Linked DNA regions of Mus musculus: regions 1 and 2 are each linked to region 3. A link is a contact called in public HiChIP or PLAC-seq data. All regions are on one chromosome and are shown on one strand. The core of a region is the stretch at or near the end of the contact, and the rest is flanking DNA. Distances in the headings are between cores, read along the strand shown.

What was found. HiChIP or PLAC-seq counts read pairs in DNA pulled down with a chosen protein or histone mark.
Region 1: a contact with region 3 is called in an H3K27ac HiChIP or PLAC-seq map of embryonic stem cells, with 5 times the contacts expected there. The contact joins two enhancer-like sites. A contact is called at or near these places in 1 of 15 datasets of contacts at CTCF or cohesin (the NIH/3T3 cell line), 4 of 484 Hi-C or Micro-C datasets (all in embryonic stem cells) and 4 of 115 datasets of contacts at active chromatin or transcription factors (all in embryonic stem cells).
Region 2: a contact with region 3 is called in an H3K27ac HiChIP or PLAC-seq map of embryonic stem cells, with 4 times the contacts expected there. The contact joins two enhancer-like sites. A contact is called at or near these places in 8 of 115 datasets of contacts at active chromatin or transcription factors (cardiomyocytes, embryonic stem cells, extraembryonic endoderm stem cells and 2 more) and 1 of 9 other capture datasets (adipose tissue).

Annotation. Positions count from the first base shown.
Region 1 is chr13:9,308,186-9,312,504 of GRCm38.p6, reverse strand. All of the region lies in intron 1 of Dip2c (disco interacting protein 2 homolog C), which reads right to left. Among named protein-coding and RNA genes, the nearest start is that of Dip2c, 34 kb to the right of the region's middle. Within about 2 kb of position 1,519, at least 7 of the 459 cell types and tissues checked have an H3K27ac peak or open chromatin away from gene starts, as enhancers often do. A contact at or near this core is called in embryonic stem cells, where this site is marked.
Region 2 is chr13:9,153,177-9,156,981 of GRCm38.p6, reverse strand. All of the region lies in intron 11 of Larp4b (La ribonucleoprotein domain family, member 4B), which reads right to left. Among named protein-coding and RNA genes, the nearest start is that of Larp4b, 61 kb to the right of the region's middle. Within about 2 kb of position 1,526, at least 16 of the 459 cell types and tissues checked have an H3K27ac peak or open chromatin away from gene starts, as enhancers often do. A contact at or near this core is called in embryonic stem cells, where this site is marked.
Region 3 is chr13:9,630,733-9,634,799 of GRCm38.p6, reverse strand. Dip2c (disco interacting protein 2 homolog C) reads right to left here. Exons shown (of 37, transcript NM_001081426.2): 30 at 1-78. Among named protein-coding and RNA genes, the nearest start is that of Gm36423, 42 kb to the left of the region's middle. Within about 2 kb of position 1,914, at least 2 of the 459 cell types and tissues checked have an H3K27ac peak or open chromatin away from gene starts, as enhancers often do. A contact at or near this core is called in embryonic stem cells, where this site is marked.

The DNA of each region.
Region 1 (4,319 bases), core at 270-2,769, 320 kb after region 3:
GAGAGACAGAGAACGAGAACACCAAAATGTCTGGATTATGTAGGGAAGAGCCTCTGGAGGAAGGTTGGAAATGGTATGTATGCCAAGTAGGGACTGAGAGATGCTGGGAGAACCTGGAAATCAGGTCTGCTTTGGTACACAAAATATGGGCCTCAGCTCTGGGTCTGAAATCTTAATAAGCATCTCAGTTCATATTGAATATTTCTAGGCTTAGGATATACATCATTGACATCTCATATTTAAAACCATTCACTTATGACTAGAAAATATCTTTGTTACCTAGAAAACAAAATACCCACTCCTCAAAACAGGTATGCAAGATCTGATATGCCATCTCTACAGCTAGTAAGTCATGTGCGTGTAACCCACACTATGGACAAACTCAATTAATTTCTCTAATGTCATTTGGGAGACCACTGCAATTTCTCCAGTTTCCCAAACAGCAATATGCCAGATATGTTGACCGTCAGATCCTGGGTCTGGGGCCAGGATACAGAAATGATACACAGAAAGCCAAGGGCTGTTTGCCCAGGTGAGTGCCACATGTCCCTGCATATCTCCAAACACACATGCATCCACATTGTGCAGTCCTGAGCCTTCCCTGGGCTTTATTAACTTAACAAAGTGAGGAAAGACCCCTGCCATGTGAAGCAGGTAGGAGAAATGCCCTGCATGCAAATGCAGCCAGCTCTGAATATTCTTTAATATAAGCCTGACACATACTCCACAAGTCCACTCCCCAGAGGCTACTGGGACTAGAGTGCATTTTCCTTCCAGTATAAGGCAGCTTTGAGCTGAAATGCTTGGTAAGGAAAGGGAATCAGCCTCTGGTAGTTGCTTGTAGGGAGACACAATGTAGCAGGACATGTGACTGGGCTACTGTCCATCAACCATAAATAGGAGCTTGCCAGAAAATATGTTGATGGGGTAAATTCATGAAACCACCAGAATTCCAACAGCAAGTAACATTCTGAAAAACTTTAATGGCTGAAATAAAAAATCTACAACGACTTGACAACTAAATAATCTCTTTAAATGTTTATGATAAACTTCAATCCTGTAGCAGCATAACTGTCCTACACCACAACCCTCATGCCAGCCACTTTACACACACAGCCTGTAGTCCCATAGCACTGTGGAATATACTGAGAAAATGGATTCTCTCAGGTATATAACATGTGCTGCTTGCAATGTTTTAAGGAAATGCTCCAAGAAATCTGTATTATCAAGACATTTGAGACTTCTACATGGTTTCTTCCACTCACTAGAGAATCAACAGGTCTGGGCCTAAAAGACAAAGATAGCATTTAAATAAGTACTGCCCCAATCCAAGTAAAGAGACAAACTTCATTAAACAATTGTTTAACCTGGGGAGGGGAGAGAAAAGTGTTCTTACCAGGCTAGCCACTGAAATAAAAGGCTTCGGAGAAATCCCAAGCAGCCATACCACACCCTCTCCTGATTCCTTCCACTTCCAGGCACTCCACAGAGACAGCTGTAAAGAAACCCAGGGAAAGGCATCCACAGAGTGCTACAGGCCTTTGAATGTCACCAAGCACACCTTAGTACCTAGAGCTACTCTGGGCACCACCCAAGATACAACAGAAGAGCCACAATGCCTGTCCACCAGGGTCTCAAATTGTACCTCAAGATCTAACAGTGAACAAAGCACTCTAGTGACAATTAAAAGCAAATAACTTTTAAAACAAAAACAAACCAAACTCAGGGGCACAGTCCTGGGATCTTAACACTTACAAGACAGGGATAGGATAATCATGAGTTCAAAGTCACCTTCCATATCACAAGGAATTTTAAAACAATCTGGGCTGTGTTTAAAAAGGGGGGAGGGGGTAGGAGGCTAAAGCCATAGCCCAGTTGGTAGAGTACCTGCCTAACATCCACAAAGCTTTAGGTTTGAACTCAGCACTATATGAACTGGGTATGGTGGCTTCCACCTGTACTATCAGAACTCAAGAAGCAGAGGCAGAAGATCAGAGGTTCAAAGTAAATTGCAGGCAACAACTACACTTGTCTCAAAACTAAGCAAATAAATAAATATCAAAGATATTCTGCGATCTGACATGTATCCAACAGAAATCTTCAGGAGTGAGCCTTTCTAGGTCAAGCAGGGCCTCAGCAGGTAAAGTATGTGAAGTCATCAGCCCTCTGGCACCAGCAGCAATAGATTGCTCTTGTTGTTGTTGTTTTTGTTGCTGCTGCTGCTGCTGCTACTACTACTTTGTCAATGTCTTATATTAACTATATCAAAAGTCTTATGCTTTTTTTTTTTTCTTTTGGGTTTTTGAGACAAGAGTTTCTCTGTGTAACAAGCCCTGGCTGTCCTGAACTTGCTCTGTAGACCAGGCTTGGCCTCAAACTCACAGAGATCCACCCGACTCTGCCTCCCAAGCACTGGGATTAAAGGCATGCACCTCCATACCTGGCCAACAAGTCTTTTCTTTCTTTCTTTATTATATATAAGTTCACTGTAGCTGTCTTCAGGCACACCAGAAGAGGGCACCAGATCTCATTACAAATGGTTGTGAGCCACCATGTAGTTGCTGGGATTTGAACTCTGGAAGAGCAGTCAGTGCTCTTAACCGCTAAGCCATCTCTCCAGCCCCACAAGTCTTATTCTTAATCTTGTTAGTTTAATCATTTCCCAGAAACTAAAGCAAGCACTTTAAATCTCTCATTAAAATGCCTTGGCTCAGACACATTAAAAGAATATATTTCTTTGGGTAAGAAAAAAAGTCTTCTACCAGACTGAGAAATAGAGGAACCACAAAGTGTGGTCTAGCCTCTTAACCCTCAATAATTTATAACCTCATAGTAAGGCAGACAGCCCAAAGAAAATAACGAATTTTTCTTTAAGTTTAGTTGTTGAGCTTGTAAAACCATTCTCTTTAAAAGAATGAAATAAGGGGCTGGTGAGATGGCTCAGTGGGTAAGAGCACCCGACTGCTCTTCCGAAGGTCCGGAGTTCAAATCCCAGCAACCACATAGTGGCTCACAACCATCTGTAACAAGATCTGACACCCTCTTCTGGAGTGTCTGAAGACAGCTACAGTATACTTACATATAATAAATAAATAAATCTTTAAAAAAAAAAAGAATGAAATAAATAGCTCATCAAAATGGCTCCAATCCTCTTATCTGAGGGATGCCCTCTGCTAATTACATTTAGATTAACAGATGCCCTCCAAATTATCTTTTCAGAAGAAAATGCTCCTACAGAAAGAGGCAGGTCTAGAGCAACATCGCAGGCACCTTTCCCAAAGAACATTCTACTCCACTTTCCCAAAAACCCACTCCACTCCTTGGGAGGCTACAACTAAGTACAATTGGAAGACACCCCTCAAACCCAGCGTGGTGGCACACGCCTTTCATCCCAGCACTCCGGAGGCAGAGGCAGGCGGATTTAAAGAAAGAAAGAAAAAAAGGAAAAAAAAAAGAATATGCTAATTGAGTGGTTTGAATAAGAATGGCCCCCAGAATCTCATACATTTGAATGTTTGGTCCTCAGGGAGGGAATAAGGACAAATCAGGAGGTGTGGCCTTGTTGGTGAAAGTGTGTTATGTGTGGGGGTTTGGGGGTTTCAAAAGCCCAAATCAGACCCAGTACGTCTCTCTTCTTGTTTCCTGTGGATCTGGATGTAGAACTCTCTGCTATTTCTCCAACACCTGTCTGCTTGCTTGCTGCCTTGCCTTTCACCATGATGACAATGGACCAAACCTCTGAACCTATAAGCAAGCCTCAATTAAAAGTTTTTCTTTATAAGAGTTACTGAGGTCACGGTGTCTCTCACAGCAATAGAACAGTAACTAAGACACTAATCAAAGACTGAAGGCAGCAAGAGAATTCCGGAAGAATCCTGTAATCCTCTGCCACATTTCTCCTTAGCACAGCTACTACACAGGATATTTCCCAGCTGGGCTTTCATCCTTCATGTCTGCTGGCCAAATCTTGGGCTACTCATTCCCGATAATGAATTTAGAAATTTCTGAAACAATCACCCAATGAAAAAAGGAAAATAAGAAACTTTAGGAATGCTTTCCCCCAGACACATGGAGTCACTTACAATTCAAAATACTCAAAGGTTTGGCTTTCCAAAGATGAGGGTGTTTTCCACTCCTGTTCAAATACAACCTCAAATAATGAAGAGGCTCTGATTTTACAGGATGCTTGGCATTCATCATATACTTTTTCTCCAACAAAAGGGAGAGAGAGAGAATGCAGAGAAATCATAAGAATATTGCCTATAGGTATAATCCATTGAGGGTGTGACAGGTAACAAACATGTTCAACTATTTACATA
Region 2 (3,805 bases), core at 277-2,776, 480 kb after region 3:
GACTGCTTTTAACATCTTAACACATAAAATTAAGGTAAAACTCAGCAGCCTCGGGACACAGATTTCACCACTTCAGGTCAATCCTCGGATGTCAGAGGGATATCTCCTGAGAGTTGTCCGTTGTCCTCTGACTGGTCCATGTATATCCTAGCATGTGTCCAGCTACAGACACAAAGACACACACTTTTAAAAACTCAGTGTTGCCAGGCATGATAGTGCATGCCTTTAAACCCAACACTCAGAAGGCAGAGGCAGGCAGATCTCTCCATTGGTTCACACAGGCATGTGTGTGTGTGTGTAGTGTAGTATGTGGTGTGGTATGTGTGTGTATGTGTGTGGTGTGTGGTGTGTGTGTGTGTATGTGTGTAGTGGTGTGTGTGTGTGTGTGGTGTGTGTGTGTGTAGTGTGGTGTGGTATGTTGTGAGGAGCCGCCCTCACAGTCGCCGTTACAAGATGGCGCTGACATTAGTTGCTCGTAGTAAAATGTGCGCAGGCGTCAGGGTATCTTTCCATTACCTGAGCCCTGCCTCTCTCGTGGCTTCATCTGGCTGAAGGTGGGCAGCCAATCCTGGTGGTGCACGTCTCCAACCGTACTTCTAACCGTACTTCGCAGCCTATATAAGGGAAGGGTTTTCTGCCCTCTGGGTCTCCTCTCCTGAAGCTGATCATCTATCTCTCGTAAAGCTTTACTGCAGAAGGATCCTAATGGCCTGCGTGAGTTGTGTGTGTGTGTGTCCGTGTCCAGGATAGTCAGGTTACAGAGAAACCTCTTAAAAAAACCAAAATCAAAACCAAGGGTGGGGGACACAGTGAGATGGCTCCGGAAGGGTAAAGACACCTGCTGTTCAAGCCTGGTGACTGAGTTCAATCCATCTCTAGAACTCATATAAAGACAGAAGGAGAGCACCAACTTCACACTCTTGCACATGGGCACGAAAACATAACCATCACTATCATCACCATCACCAGCATCACCACCAATAACAACAAGACAGAAGAGTGAGATCACCTTTCTGCCTCTGGGGCATGCGGTTTCAAATACTCTCCAAGTAAACACATTACTTTCCAAGGACTTAGCTGCCTGAGGCCTTCCAGTTCCTCCCATGATCTTTCACTGAACTGAAAGAAATACAGGTCCCATACAGCTGAGAAAAGGAAGAAGGAAAGGGAGGGAGAACCTAAGCAATTTTCTTCCATACTAACAGGAAACAGACATTCTGATTTAAAATAGCTATTAGAGCTAACATATCATTCCTTGACTAAAAAATTAAAGTGACGAAAATACTTTTATGGAATCCACTACTTGACAAACTCCACAACCCATAAAAAATATACTGCTTAAAAAAAGTCTCTCCCAGCTACACAACAGACACGGGATTAATATCTAGAATATCTGAAGAAATCTAAAACTAAACACCAAACCCCAAATCATCCACCTAATAAATGGGCCAATGAACTGGACACTACTCAGTCCTCAAAGGAAACACTGACTGGCAAGTTTACACTTGAAAAGGCACCCGCAGCCTCAGCCTCAGGGAATGCAAAAACAGACTCTTTCTGAGCCCGGGATAGGGAAGGATACAAATGCTGACCTACCCCCAGAGCTCATGTCTCTAGCTGCATTATGTAGCAGAAGATGGCCTAGTCGGCCATCATTGGAAAGAGAGGCCCCTTGGTCTTGCAAATTTTATATGCCTCAGTACAGGGGAACGCCAGGGCCAAAAAGAGGGAGTGGGTGGGTAGGGGAGCAGGGGGTGGGGAGGGTATGGGCGACTTTTGGGATAGCATTTGAAATGTAAATGAAGTAAATACCTAATAAAAAATTGGGGGGAAAAAAAAAGAGGAACTCTAACTAGCCACTAGTGTAGATGGTGTAGCCAATTTACACTATCTATAGAAACCAGTCTGGACACCAAAACTACCACGTGACCCAGCTATATTCCCCTTGAGTATTCACATACCCATGTTTATTACTGCTTTTATTTATAAGAGCCAGGAAACGGAACCATCCTATTATGTGAAGCAAACCAAACCTTACAAAGATAAGTACTGTGCATTTTCTTTAATATTTGGAACCTAGCCTTGAAGGGTGGTAGGCAGATGCAGGGAAGAGACCATGAACCTAGGAGGAAGATCATGAGAGAGGAGGGAAAAGCAGAGGTAACACACTAGCATTAAGCAGAGGCGACTCTCGGAGAGGAGAAAGTGGGGGGCATGGGAGAAGAGAATTAGTGGGAACAAACATAATAATACACAGGCACCACAATGCAGTAGTAAGACCCATTACACCTTGTCGGTTAACTTAAAAATTAAGACAAAGAAAATTACATGCTACAAGAGCCTCTTAACTCAGACCTAAGTTTAGGAGACTTTAAATGTGGCAAGACCATTCTGGTAGTAGTAACACACACCTTTAATTCCTTTGATCCCAGCAAAGGCAGGTAGATCTCTGAGTTCAAGGCCAGTATAGGCTACAGAGTGAGTTCCAGGACAGCCAAGGCTACACAGAGACCCTGTCTCGAAAAAACAAAACAAGCAAACAAACAAACAAAACTCCAGCTTAAACTCATACATAATTTTACACATAACATACCTCAGAAAAGGGCCTAAATGCGAAAACCTGGATATAAAACAACAGAAAAGGTATCTAGACAAGGAGTATGACAAGAGGTGACAAGAGTATGCCACTGCAGGAAGACCTCGGCAAGGCAGGCCTGTGCGGCAGGCACGTGGGGGAAGAGCACTACTGGGACAATTCCTCTACAGATCTGACACTTCTGGGAGATGCAACCACATAGCCAAGGGTCTGTGCCCACAGAAAGTGTACCCTTTTTAGAAACATACTTCCTTCTCATTAGAACTCAAAAAGAGGCAGGCGTTTGTTTCCTTCTGCCTCCTCCCGGCCTGTATCGTTTGTACAGTGCAAAGGCTTCACTGGGCACTCTCCTCCACATGTACATGCGCTCAATCGTGGCCACCTGGCCCTCCTACGCCTCTTCTGCCCTCCTTCCCACGCTGGACCCTCCCAAAACCAAACACCCCCTCCCCCAACCTTCATGCCCCGCCTGTGAGAAAACCACAAGCACTTGTCGGATCTAGCATTATTTTGCTTACTCTGGATCCATCTTTTTTTTTCCCTGCAAATGATGTGATGTAGTTCTTCTCTATGGCTGAATGTGTGTGTGTGTGTGTGTGTGTGTGTGTGTGTGTGTGTGTGTGTGTGTGTGTGTGTGTGTGTGTATGTATGTGTGTATATATATCTGTTTTTCCTTTCCCAGTCTTGCTCCTGGAATGATGACTCTGAGACTAATTAGTTATTATTAAATGGCTAGGCCAGAAGTGTTAGCTCATTTCCTGTCTAGCTCTTATTTACATTTAAATCATTCTACATCTACCACTTGGTTAGTTGTCTCTCTTTCAGTCCCAGACCACTTCTTCCTTCTCGCCTCTTCAGCGTCTCCCTCAGTCTCTCTCCAGGTTCATCTACCTGATGTCCATCACTCATCTCTTCCCCTAGTCTCTTTTTCCTCTTACTATTAGCCAGAATCCTCTCTTCTTGCAAGTGTCCCACTTCCTATTTCCTGCTTTTTTATTGACAGATGGCTTACAAGAGATCCTCTCAACAGTTAGCACATGGTTCTCTATTAATCTATTCACTAACTGACAGGCACCTAAAGTGATTTCCAGACTTGGCCACTGTGTATAGTTCACAATGCAGATGAATGTGCAGACACCTCTACTGTCTAAGGTATTTATTCCATTGGATGTATGCCATGGGTGGTAAACTAGATGCTACTCCAGGTCC
Region 3 (4,067 bases), core at 665-3,164:
ACAGCAAGAAGCCACAAGGCAGGATTGGTCTCCAGCTCAGAGGGTGGGATCAGAATGGACTGGTGTCCTGAGTATACACTGCAGAGACAAGACAGGCCATCAAGGCTGGAACCCAGGGCAGATGGGAAAGAGACAGTAACATTCACCCTGAAAAACAGGAACACTTCAGAAACTTTAAATTTTTTTTACATTTTATTTCCATTTTTCAGCTGCTTCACTTTGCTATGTGATTATATCAGAATGTGCCAGATATTTCTCTTCATCATTACACTGATAACATTACAAATGCCTATTAATTAGACTTGCATGTACTTTTTAAAATTTTTTCATTGTTATTAGATATTTTCTTTATTTACATTTCAAATGTTATCCCCTTTCCTAGTTTCCCCTCCGAAAATCCCCTATCCCCTCCCCCCTGCTCCCCAACCCTCCCACTCCCATTCCTGGCCCTGGCATTCCCCTATACTGGGGCATAGAACCTTCACAGGACCTAGGGCCTCTCCTCCCATAGATGACCAACTAGGCCATCCTCTGCTACATATACAGCTAGAGCCACAAGTTCCACCATGTGTTTTCTTTGATTGGTGGTTTAGTTCCAAGGAGCTCTGGGGTCCTGGTTAGTTCATATTGATGACAAGAAACTTTTATATGTAAGATAAATAGAAAATCCAGATACAAAAATATTAAGAAAATCACATAGGAAGAAAATTAGGAGAGCCAAAAGAAGTCAGACACTTGACCTTCTGAGTGTGTCAATCTGTACTGTTTTACATCCAAATCACCACACAACAGCACTTTTAAAAATACTTTAAAGAATAAGATAACAAATTTTAATTCAAAAGTATTTGTTCAAACCACCAGTTTTAAAAATTCATTTATTTATTCACTTTACAACCCATTATCAGACCTTTCTCTCCTCCCAGTACCCCTCACACAAGTCCTACCCCACCCTTCATTCCACTTTCCCCTTCTCTTTTGAGGAGGGGAAGTACTTCTCATACCCCATTCCCACACATCAACTGAGACCAGACAGGGCACAAACTGCTATTTTTAATGCTTGCTTATCATTGTGAATTAGCAGTACTTGATCATATTTATTATAATAAAAGATGTCAGATAAATATTGTGAGATTTAAAGATATATTTTACTTATATGAAAATTGATAGATGAAACCCACATCATTGCTGTGCTGTAGCTGTGTACCTGTAATCTTCCTATCACAAGCCATTTCTCCTTTAATATGGTCAATCTCATTCAAAAAATTTCGAAACAAAAATTAAGAGAGCCCAGATGGCTCAAGAAATTTAAGAAAACTAAATGAGGGACTAGAGAGATGGCTCAGCCATTAAGAGAACTGTCTGCTGTTCCAGAGGTTCTGAGTTCAATTTCCAGCAACTTCATGGTAGCTCACAACCATCTATACTGGGATCCGATACCCTCTTCTGGCATGCAGATGTACATGCAGATAGAGCACTTATACATAAATCAATTTTAAGGAAAAAAAAAGACTAATGAGCCCACAAACTTATTTCGAACATGATTCTTCACGTAGAGAAGTATTGTAGAGGGAACACAGCAGAAGTGGTAGCAAATTTTCATCTCTCTCTCTCTATTTCAACATATCAAACTTTCAGTTATTTTTGTGAAGTGGAAATATAGCAAACCCCAACCTTTCATATAGCCTTTTTTTTTTAATTGGATATTGTCTTTATTTACATTTCAAATGTTATCCCCTTTCCCAGTTTCCCTCCCTCCCGGAAACCCCCTATCCCCCCCTTCTTCCCCCTGCTTCTAAAAGGATGTTCCTCCACCCACTCACCCACTCCTACCTCCTCACCCTCAGTTCCCCTACACTGGGGCATCTATTGATCCTTCATGGGAGCAAGGACCTCTCCTCTCATTGATGGGAGGCCATCCTCTGCTTACATATGCAGATAGAGCCATGTGTACTCCTTTGTTGATGGCTTAGTCCCTGGGAGCTCTTGGGGGACTGGTTGGTTGATATTGTTGTTCTTCTATGGAGTTGCAAACCCCCTTCCACTCCTTCAGTTCTTTCTCTAATTCCTCTATTGGGGACCCCACGCTCAGTCCAGTGGTTGGCTGTGAGCATCCACCTCTGTATTTGTAAGACTCTGGAAGGGCCTCTCAGGAGACAGCCAGATCAGGCTCCTTTCAGCATGCACTTCTTGGCATCCACAATGGTGTCTGGGATTGTTAACTGCATATGGGACGAATCCCCAGTGGGACAGTCTCTGGGTGGCCTTCCCTTCAGTCTCTGCTCTACACTTTTCTCCATGTGTGCTCCTGTGCACAGCCTTTTCAATGCAGTCAGTAATTTCAGAATGAGAAGACCAGGTACATTCAAAGAAAGAAAGCCAGACTTTATTATTATGCTGTAAACTTCTCTGTGATTTGATTTGCTCAAATGTTTGTGCAAATGTTTATAGTCAATATGTCATATTCAGTAAAAGCCCATGTAAATAATTCTTATATCCCGTACAAGGACATATTTTTACTAATTTGCCATTGGTATCTATTAAGGATCTTTTTTGTTGTTTGTTTGTTTTTGGTTTTGTGTTTGTTTTGTTTTGGTTTTGGTTTTTTTGAGACAGGGTTTCTCTGTGTAGCCCTGGCTGTTCTGGAACTCACTCTGTAGACCAGGCTGGCCTCGAACTCAGAAATCCACCTGCCTCTGCCTCCCGAGTGCTGGGATTAAAGGTGTATGCCACCACTGCCTGGCTTGTTGTTTGTTTGCTTGTTTGTTTGTTTGTTTTTGAGACAAGGTTTTGCTTTGTAGTTTAGGCTGGCCTTGAACTTGTGGCAGCCATTCTGTTAGAGCTGAAAAGTACTAGGTTACAGGTTTGAGTCATCATACCCATCTCTCCAGATCACTTTACAGCATTACACAGGTATATCTATGAAGCATAAGAGACATATACACTATTAAACAACTACCTGTTATAAGTTACTTTTTCCCCAATGGAATGTGAGCTTAGTTCAGTCCTTGAGAACAAACTTACACTCAGATGTTCTTTTATCCAGAACCTAAGCTTTTATACTATTTCCCACAAGCGTCCAAAGCTAACATAAGACGGGCTTCAAACAATCATTTTTTTTAAAGCATTTCCATATTACTCCCCAATTAACCCATTAAAAAACATACTTCAGATCTGACTGCAGCACAGCACTTGCCTTCTTAGCTCTAGAGATGCATTTAAGGGCTTTACCTATGCATTACCCTATCCTCATCAGACCCATGTACATTAAAAATCTAGTCTATGTTTAATTAAATGTATGTATGCACAGGTGCACATGAGTGTTGCAATGCCCGAGGAGGCCAGAGGCACTACATTTCTGTGGAATTGAATTACAGGCAGTTGTGATACCTGTTATAGATGCTGGAAAACAAAACTGGGTCCTCTACAAGTGCAGTACATATGCTCTTAACTACTGAGCCAATGCTCCAACCCTATGAACACGTTTTGAAGACTGGGTATTATTTCCAGAGCACACCACAGCTAAAATAGACATCCCATTCCTTTCTCTTCCTGCGTGAGAGGTTGAATGATGACCCCATCCTAGCCTTTTTCCTAGAAATGTGTAGCTTTTCTCATCATGCTCAGGGGAGTATGGCATTCCCACCTGGACTGATTTTACCTAAACAAGTGGGCTTGCTGTCACTTCAGTATGAGCTTACAGAGTCTGACTAGGTATGACTCTGAATTTGAGCCTTACCTATTAGCTAGTGTATTGTCTCTAATTAGAAGCCTCAAGGTAGCACTCAGCAGCAATCAGAATAAGTGAAAAATTTATCTCAGCTGTATAGATACTTTAAAAATATGACCTTCAGGCCAAACCCAGGATCATACACCAGAAAGAGCCTAATCTCCAACAAGGCTACACATTATACATCCCATAAATCATAATCACCTACCAGAAAATGCTATGTGTCTTTCTATCCTGAGAAGCAAAGGAACACAGCGTTTCTGTTAATATCAAACAGTATTCAGAACATTCATGATTCAAGATTCATAATGCTATGCAGCCTCCCACAAGCCTGAAGCAG